Regions from separate parts of the Zea mays genome. Here region 2 is linked to region 1. A link is a contact called in public Hi-C data. All regions are on one chromosome and are shown on one strand. Each heading gives the region's core, a stretch centred on a gene start, on an enhancer-like site or on the middle of the called end of the contact. The rest is flanking DNA. Distances are from core to core; before and after follow the strand shown.

The links. Hi-C and Micro-C count contacts between places; a contact is called where the count stands out from the background.
Region 2: a contact with region 1 is called in a Hi-C map of ear, with 2.1 times the contacts expected there. The contact joins the promoter of LOC100191375 here to the promoter of LOC100278343 in region 1. A contact is called at or near these places in 2 of 25 Hi-C or Micro-C datasets (ear and leaf).

What each region holds. Positions count from the first base shown.
Region 1 is chr3:172,427,483-172,431,411 of Zm-B73-REFERENCE-NAM-5.0, forward strand. It overlaps LOC100278343, which reads right to left and starts at 1,665. Exons shown (of 5, transcript NR_158670.1): 1 at 1,241-1,665; 2 at 116-486.
Region 2 is chr3:172,974,029-172,977,880 of Zm-B73-REFERENCE-NAM-5.0, forward strand. It overlaps LOC100191375 (IM30 protein-like protein), which reads right to left and starts at 2,340. Exons shown (of 11, transcript NM_001136809.1): 1 at 2,109-2,340; 2 at 919-1,019; 3 at 718-828; 4 at 398-462; 5 at 231-312; 6 at 2-76. The coding sequence starts at 2,211.

The DNA of each region.
Region 1 (3,929 bases), core at 415-2,914:
TTTTTGCAAACATGTTTCAAATAAGCAATTATTTGGGCGTATAAGTAAAGCAAAACAAGATGTATTTAAGTAACAGATAAAAATACAATCAGTTTTTAGCTCTTAGGAAAATTACCTCGGAAGAAATCCTCCAGTATATGGCCTTTTCTTGCTAGAATAGACCCAACCATTCTGGGTTTCTTATCGAAAATCATACGCAGCAAGCGAGCAGCGACATCACGCCTGGAATTCTTCCTCTCTAAGAGATCAAGAAACAGGTCCCTCTGGCCACAGTCACTGAGCGAATGGACCAACGAGACAGTGGCACAGAGCCACAGCCGAGCTTCATACCTGCCTGCTGATTTTGTCAATGACTTGATTATGGACTCAACATTGTGAAAAAGAGATCTCCTCCCTTCCACGACAACTGTATTAACACTGCCGCATTCTGCCGGCACTTGCAAAAAGAGTTGAACCATCTTCGGAGTGAAATTTCTCACCAGAAATCTGGAGCGAAAACAAGCAAAGAATCACACATGCTACGTAATGAACCAGGCTGAACTCGAAATACAGGGGGCACCACAGTAAAGGGCATGTGACTATTGGAAAACAAAAGTTAGTAGGCATGTATGCAGTTATAGGGCCTATTTGGGAGAGCTCAGCTTCACCAACTTCACCATAGATCAGCTTCACGGTGAAGTTGCTGAGGTTTTTAAAGTGTTTGGCTTGCAGACTAACTCTTGATCTATGGTGAAGTTGGTGAAGCTGAGCTATAAATCAGCTTCACAAAACATAGATCAGCTTCACAAATTTGAAGCTCAGCTTCACCAACTTCACCATAGACCAACTTCACGGTAAAGCTTCACAAACTTGAAGATTTAGTTAAAAAAGTCATTTGTACCCTTGATCGAAGTATTCACCATATGAGCTTGTTTTCTTCACAATGTTCTCATCAGTCTTAATTTAAAAAAAATAGATGATATTGCACCGACATTTTTAGAGGTAATTTTAATAGTATATTCATAGTTGGCGGTATTTATACATAAATATGACAAGCATCTTTGATTTCAAAAGGCGAGTGTTTGTTCTAAAATATCCACCAGTGTCCCTGTAAATTCAGACAAAATTCATATCTGATGCATACACATACAGGGTTGTACATGTACGAAGGAATTCACGTATACAAAGGAACAATATGCAAAGTGTTTGTATATGCGCACACAAAATCTATGGGCTGGTTGTAGACTCCTAAAATACTAACCGAATTGCTGCTAGAACCACCAGAAAGTGGAGGCAAGGTCTGGGAATACGAGCTCGCCGCCAGGGACTGAGTGCTGCCCGCCAGGGGCTGGGAGCCGTGGGCTGGCCGAAGCCGCTGCCACACCCGTCCCTTGCCTCCGCCCTCCACGCCGAGAGAGCCCTGCTCGGGGCGCCAGCGGAGCTCCAGAGGATCCACCGACCGCGCAGAAGGGAAGGCCACGAGCGGATCTATGTGATGCGAAATCGCCGCCACAACCGGTCGGGAAAGCCACGTTGTAGCCGGATCTCTGCGTTTGCGACTCCCCTTCGGCTCCGGCGTCCTCCGGTGGGCTTGCCCAGGGCGCCCGACGGCTAGGGTTTCCCAAGAGCCGTCAGAGCAGAGAGAAAATCGATCGAGATAGGAGGGCTTCGAGCGGAGAAAAAAAATGAACCAGTGGCAAAGGTGCACAACACTGAGCTATGGGAACGGTTTTCCACTAAGGTCTAACCATCGTATCATACAATTCTAATCTTTTACATAATAATGTTTGGTTTCTTTAGTCTAGAAACTAAAGTTTAGTTAGAGGATTAAAATTTAGTCCCTAACATGTTTGGTTCTAGGGGCTAAAATTAGTAAGAATATACTAAATAACTCATAAGAAGACTAAAATGACCTTTAACATTTTTCTGCTATTAGTACAATTGAATTAAATGAAGGGTAAATGTGGAATTAATATGATTTAGTCCCTTTTAGCACATGTGTGAATGACTAAAGACTAAATCATTTTAGTACATATTTTAGACCTAGTGTTTGGCAAAAAAAAAAGACTAAATGGGTCTAAAAAACTAGAGTCTAATCTTTAGTCCCTCTAACCAAACACCCCCTAAATACTGCCAATACACAATATGTACAGAGTCGTATAGAGACTCGCTCTTCATGAAAAGATTGTCTCTTAATTTTTTTATTTTCACTTAACCCCTAAGAGATCCCTCGTTTAATTGGATTGTACATGCCCTTATCCTCAACTTCACGTGAAGGTATAAAATTCCAATTCGTGAAGCACCTCTTGTCATCGTTTCGAAAACCGGGGGACAACAAGGTTTGTGTTGGGTGGGAGATGCTAGCGCGGACTCACTCCGAATGATGAATCGTTGGGACTCGAATGTGGAATTTGAGACAAATGGTTTATACTGGTCCAAGTTTGTGCCCTAGTCTAGTTTAGTGTTGATCGTTGTATTGCCTTGGAGCGTGTTAAAACTGTTGGTGTGTGGGAAGAAGGAGGGGCCCCTGCCTTTTTATAACTCAAGGGTAGGACCTTACAGTGTGGACTTGTATTCTCCTGGAGGGTGCCTGGTATGTTGCCTCTGAGTGACGTAGTTCTCCTGACATCGTCCGTAGGGTCGTGTTCAGTCATACTCCCGTTATGGCGTAACACTTCGTATGCATGGTATACGGGTCCCTATAGCAAGTCTCATGCTGATGTAGTGACCCCTACCAGGGATAGTTCTACTACGTGTTTTGGGGTCGTGCGTGGTGCAACTTTGTCTATCGTCATGAGCCTTGTGACACATTCCTGTATGCGTAGGCATACACCCGTTATGGTGTATTGTCCCATCTATTCCTATATGCGGGTAACTACAGAGACTCCGACACTGAGGTCCCCACAATCGGGGTTGAGTGGCCCCACAAGTCAGCGGGGACACGTCTGGGACCGTATGTGGGGGCCTGCAATCATGCCGATAGTGACCTCTTGGTGCGCCTACGGTATGTCGTGCCTGTGGTCCAGACGTAGTTTGGTGGAGAACCATCTTATTATGTTGATGTTCGTCGGTCGTACTGGGATTTTGCCTCCTCCTCGTCGAGTTGGTCGGCCAGGACTTGGTCGGTTGTTCCGCCTCACGGGGTTGCTTGGCAGCGACTTGATCATCCGCTCCGCCTCACAGGTTTGCTCGACAAAGAGCCCGGTCATTCGTTCCGCCTCGCAGGGTTGCCCAGTGGAGGATTGGTCGGCTACTCCGCTTCACTGTGTTGCTTGGTAGTAGGCCGGTCGACGAGTGGGCCATTAAGAGTTTATGGACCTACTTTGGGTACCTAGTTTCCAGGTACCCGACAACATCCCTCGAGCCTTTATGTAACTCTTTAGAGTTGTGCGGAAACTTTTGTTGAGCACCGAAATCCCAGACACGCGCAAGCGCATCTGCTAGATGCTTCCCCCGAGCCCCTGGGTAATCCTTGTGAATTGCTTAGGGGTTTATGTGGTGTTAATGCAGTTTAGGGTCAGAGCCTTCCTACGATGGTCGTCATGTGCTGGGCATGAGTCCATGGCTTTCGTTGAGGACCGACATCTCGAGGGGCGCAACCGCATCTGCTAAATGTAGTCCTGGAAGTCGCCTAGAGGGGGGTGAATAGGTGAAACCTGAAATTTATAAACTTAAACTTGCACTAAGGTCGAGGTTAGCGTTAGAATAAAATTCGAGTGCGAAAGATTGTTTCTCTTGCTAAGAGTTGCTCAATAGATGTGGATGTCGTTTGGGAGCAAACTCAAATCAATACTAGCAAGGAAACTTTAGAGAGAGGAAACGGGGAAAACAAATCAAATGGAAATCAACACAAGTGAACACGGTGATTTGTTTTACCGAGGTTTGGTTCCAAAGAACCTAGTCCCCGTTGAGGAGGCCACAAAGGTCGGGTCTATTCCAACCCTTTCCCT
Region 2 (3,852 bases), core at 1,090-3,589, 550 kb after region 1:
CCCGGGTATTTGAAATCAGATTTTCAACTACACCCTTCTGCTGATCAAGCTGGGATCTTAAGGAGCTTGCATTGTCCTAAACAAACCACACAAATAGTAAGTCTATATTAGGACTTCGATATGTTGATTCAACATGTCACATAGATATGTAACATACATTCTATTCCAATCAATGTGGTAAGGGATCCTAAAACAAGCACATTGTACTACACATCATCAAGGACACATACAGCATATGATTTACGCCGCTTAAGGGCTTCACGAGCAAGATCCTCGTCACCCTTTTGAAGAGCAAGTTGAGCCCTCCGATACCTACACTTTGACAAAAAATAATATTCATTTACTGCAAGCAAATATATGCTGAAGTTCGATTCGCTGCCGTAAACCATAGCCATACCAATCAGCAGAAGCTTGTTCTGCAGCTTTATATTTATTCTCAAGCCGCTTTTGAGATGCCAAGACCTACCAAAACAAGAATCCATAAAATAGCATCAAAGTTTCGTTTCACAAGCATAAGAGATGAAACAAAAGAGTAGAAGCATATGATGTAAGAGGAAGCAAACAAACTAGCATGTAGCATCAACTTTAATTATTTATGCAATAATCTTTAAAGATGATAGAAGAAAATGTGTTAAAACCTGGAAAAGACAGCATTATGGCACTATTGGAAAAAAATAAAATGCACTATCAATTATACTGAATGCAATCACAACAAACCTGTGCAGTGGCCTGCCGCATCTTTGTCAAGTCATCATTCATCTCCAGAACTGCCTGGTCTAGAATCTTCTCAGGGTCTTCAAACGAACTTAGAACTGCATTTGCGTAGGACTAGACAAACCGACGGCCCAGAACTTTAAATTACATATGAAGAACTTGTTACTGCAAATAACATAATGAAGGGTAAAAAATACCACTCACCCTGACAACCCTTGTTAGCCTATCAAAGAGGTTACTTCGTATGCTATTGCACTTAAATCTGTTGACATTTGACTGCCGTACTTGCACAACTTTAAGTGACACTGTAGAGTGCAAGGAAGGGTAAACTAGCAGTCACTAACACAGATTTATAAACCATGTCGATAACATTACATTCTGCACTTTGTAAAGCTCTAGACCGAAACATAATAGTTTTGTTCAATAGTATGAGCTTGTGCACTACAAATGCAGGCCAACATGAGCAAAATCAAACATAAACATTCTGTAGAAGCATAGTCATCATGTATGCAACTCAGCTTAGTGTGACAACATAAAATCAAAGCAAGAGCAATGGTTTCATTAGAAATGTATTGCAAACGATAAAAATGTTCCGGTTCCGGAGAGAAAAAAAAGGATCCTATGCTGGTGTTGACAACCATGAAGTGCAGTGAGAACCAGCGTTCTCCAATACCCTCAGCTAAGCAAAAGATGCTTCCACTTTACAGGGTAAATCTCAAAAACACAGGTTCACTTATTACAAGTCGCAAGGGACTAATTTAGTTAGTCAGAAATCTATTAACTTATATACAAAAACATAAAAAATACGGTACAACAACAAATTCGACCAAGTTTAGGGTCATATTTGCCCATGATGGTAAACAGGTGGCATTACAGACTAAGGCACTGTTTGTTTCCCTCCTAGATTACGTAAGTTAGATTATGGTGGAAGGGTAGGATGGTAAATATGACTTTGAGATTACAAATAAGGTGAAATAAGCTACCCAATGTTAGCTTATTTCAGTTTATCTGTAGTCCCAAAGTGATATTTACCCTACTATCCTTCCAACATAATCCAACTTATATAATCTAGGGGAAAAACAAACACACCCTAATATTGCACATAATAGTTCATCATAACAGCATATTAGTAAAATCATGTGTGACAACTAAGGCACCGACCCCCACAGCCCAACTGTCGCCAATGTTGATCCTGGTTCAACAATCGCAGCAGCAGCACTGAGCATCCCAGACAACAAATGTTCCGCTAGATTAGCATGCGGTGAGGAGGTCCTGAGGGCGTTAAGCGCCCAGACAGATTCTCCACACAAAAGCCTCAAGTACCATGTACCAATCTCAACACAAGACAGAAAGGATACGAAGAAGTGAGTGGGACACGAAATCGAAGCACGCACCGCTGCCGCGAAGGAAGGAGGTCCTAAGCGGGGTTCGGCGGAAGCTGGCGGCGGCGGGCGGCGGCGCGAGCCTCAGGCTCGTCGGCGGAGCCCTAATCTCCATTGATTCGGGCGGGGTCTAGCGGAGAGCGAAACGAGAATGATTTTTTTTCCTGTCCCTCTTTTTTTTTCCCTTCTTGGTGCCTCGCTCTATCTCTCGAGAGTCGAGAGGGCGAGTTCGTGTGGAGAAGAGATGAGAAGCGATGGGAATGGAAAGCGATCTCGAGTCGGATTCCCATTGCGCGTCTCTTGGGCCGTAGCGACGGAACAGCGGAAACTCAGGCCCAAATACTGGTTTTTGTCTTGCAGAGAGATAAAAACGGTCGAAAACGGTATTTATTCGGTAGTCAGTTTTTTAGTTGTTTTTGTTTGATTACGAATAAATATGATATAAAATATAAAATATAAATTTGTATTCTTATTTTTAACATCCAGCTTGTTAAGATTCATAAAAGGTAAACCTCAAATTCATCCTATATTTTCTCAAATAATAGATATAAACTTCAGTATGGATTCGAAAATAAATTCGTTAATTTTTTCAACTTTTTATGTTGTAGGGAGCAAATAATACATAAAACAATGTATGTAATATTTTATTCATATTTATACTAATGTGCTTGATAACATAAGAAAATATCAATATCAAATTTTATACATATCTATTTTAAAATATTAAATTTGTCTTAACAGTTCGGATTACCACTTTCATCCTACTAGAGGGAAGCCTAATAAATGTATAAATGTTTTTTTTTGTTATTATAGGTAAACTTAGAAGACTAGTTTTTTTGTGTGTTAGGGAAACTGAAGCTGCGGCCCAACTGGTTCCCAATTCCTGTTCCGCAGATTTCAGTTTTTCTGCCATAATTTCGTATTTTGAATTATTTCAAAAGGCACAAACGGAATTATCCCTTTCCAAGGACTGGTTTACCTCGGTAAATTACTCCTACATAGGTGCCGTTTGGTTCGCAAAATGTAACGTAAATGATAATAATAACGATTTACACTGGAGAACCTACGGTAACAAATTTGAATAAAGCGATATTCATTTGTAGTGTGGTATCGATTACGATTGGACTTAAACAAACATGATTTAACGTTATTGGTTACCAATTACGTTACCAATATGTGAATCAAACGCCACCATAGTGGTAGACTGGTGGATGGGAGGCCCCTGCCGACTGATGAATGAATGGTGATGGTGAGTATTGAGCAAGGATTGCAAAACCGTCGAAAACCGACTGTAAACCGCTCGATTTACCGAAACTGTCAGGGGTGGTAACGCTTTACCAGCGTTTTTTTGAATTCAGTCTAAATTTAAAAATTTTGAAATTTTTTATAAAAACTATATGTTTTACTGAGTAATTTGATATATAAAATATTTAAACTTAAATCAGTTTAGCCAACAAAAAATAGAAAAATGTATGGAACTGCTAACCCGTTAACAAAAAAAATCTAAACATCCCTCTCCTCCGGGTCCTCCCTAGCTCCCCTCACTTTCCCCATTCACTTACCTGAGAGCCCACAGACCCGTCGTCGTCGCACATGCAAAAACTGCCGCCTCCGCGCCTTTTACCGGCGGCTAAGCACGGTAAACCGCCGGCCAGGAGCGGTTTACCGCCCACTTCGTCGCTGCCCCCCGTCGTCGTCACAAATCCCCTCGCTGATGGTTTCCATCGCAAAACCGGCGGTAATACGCCTATGGGGA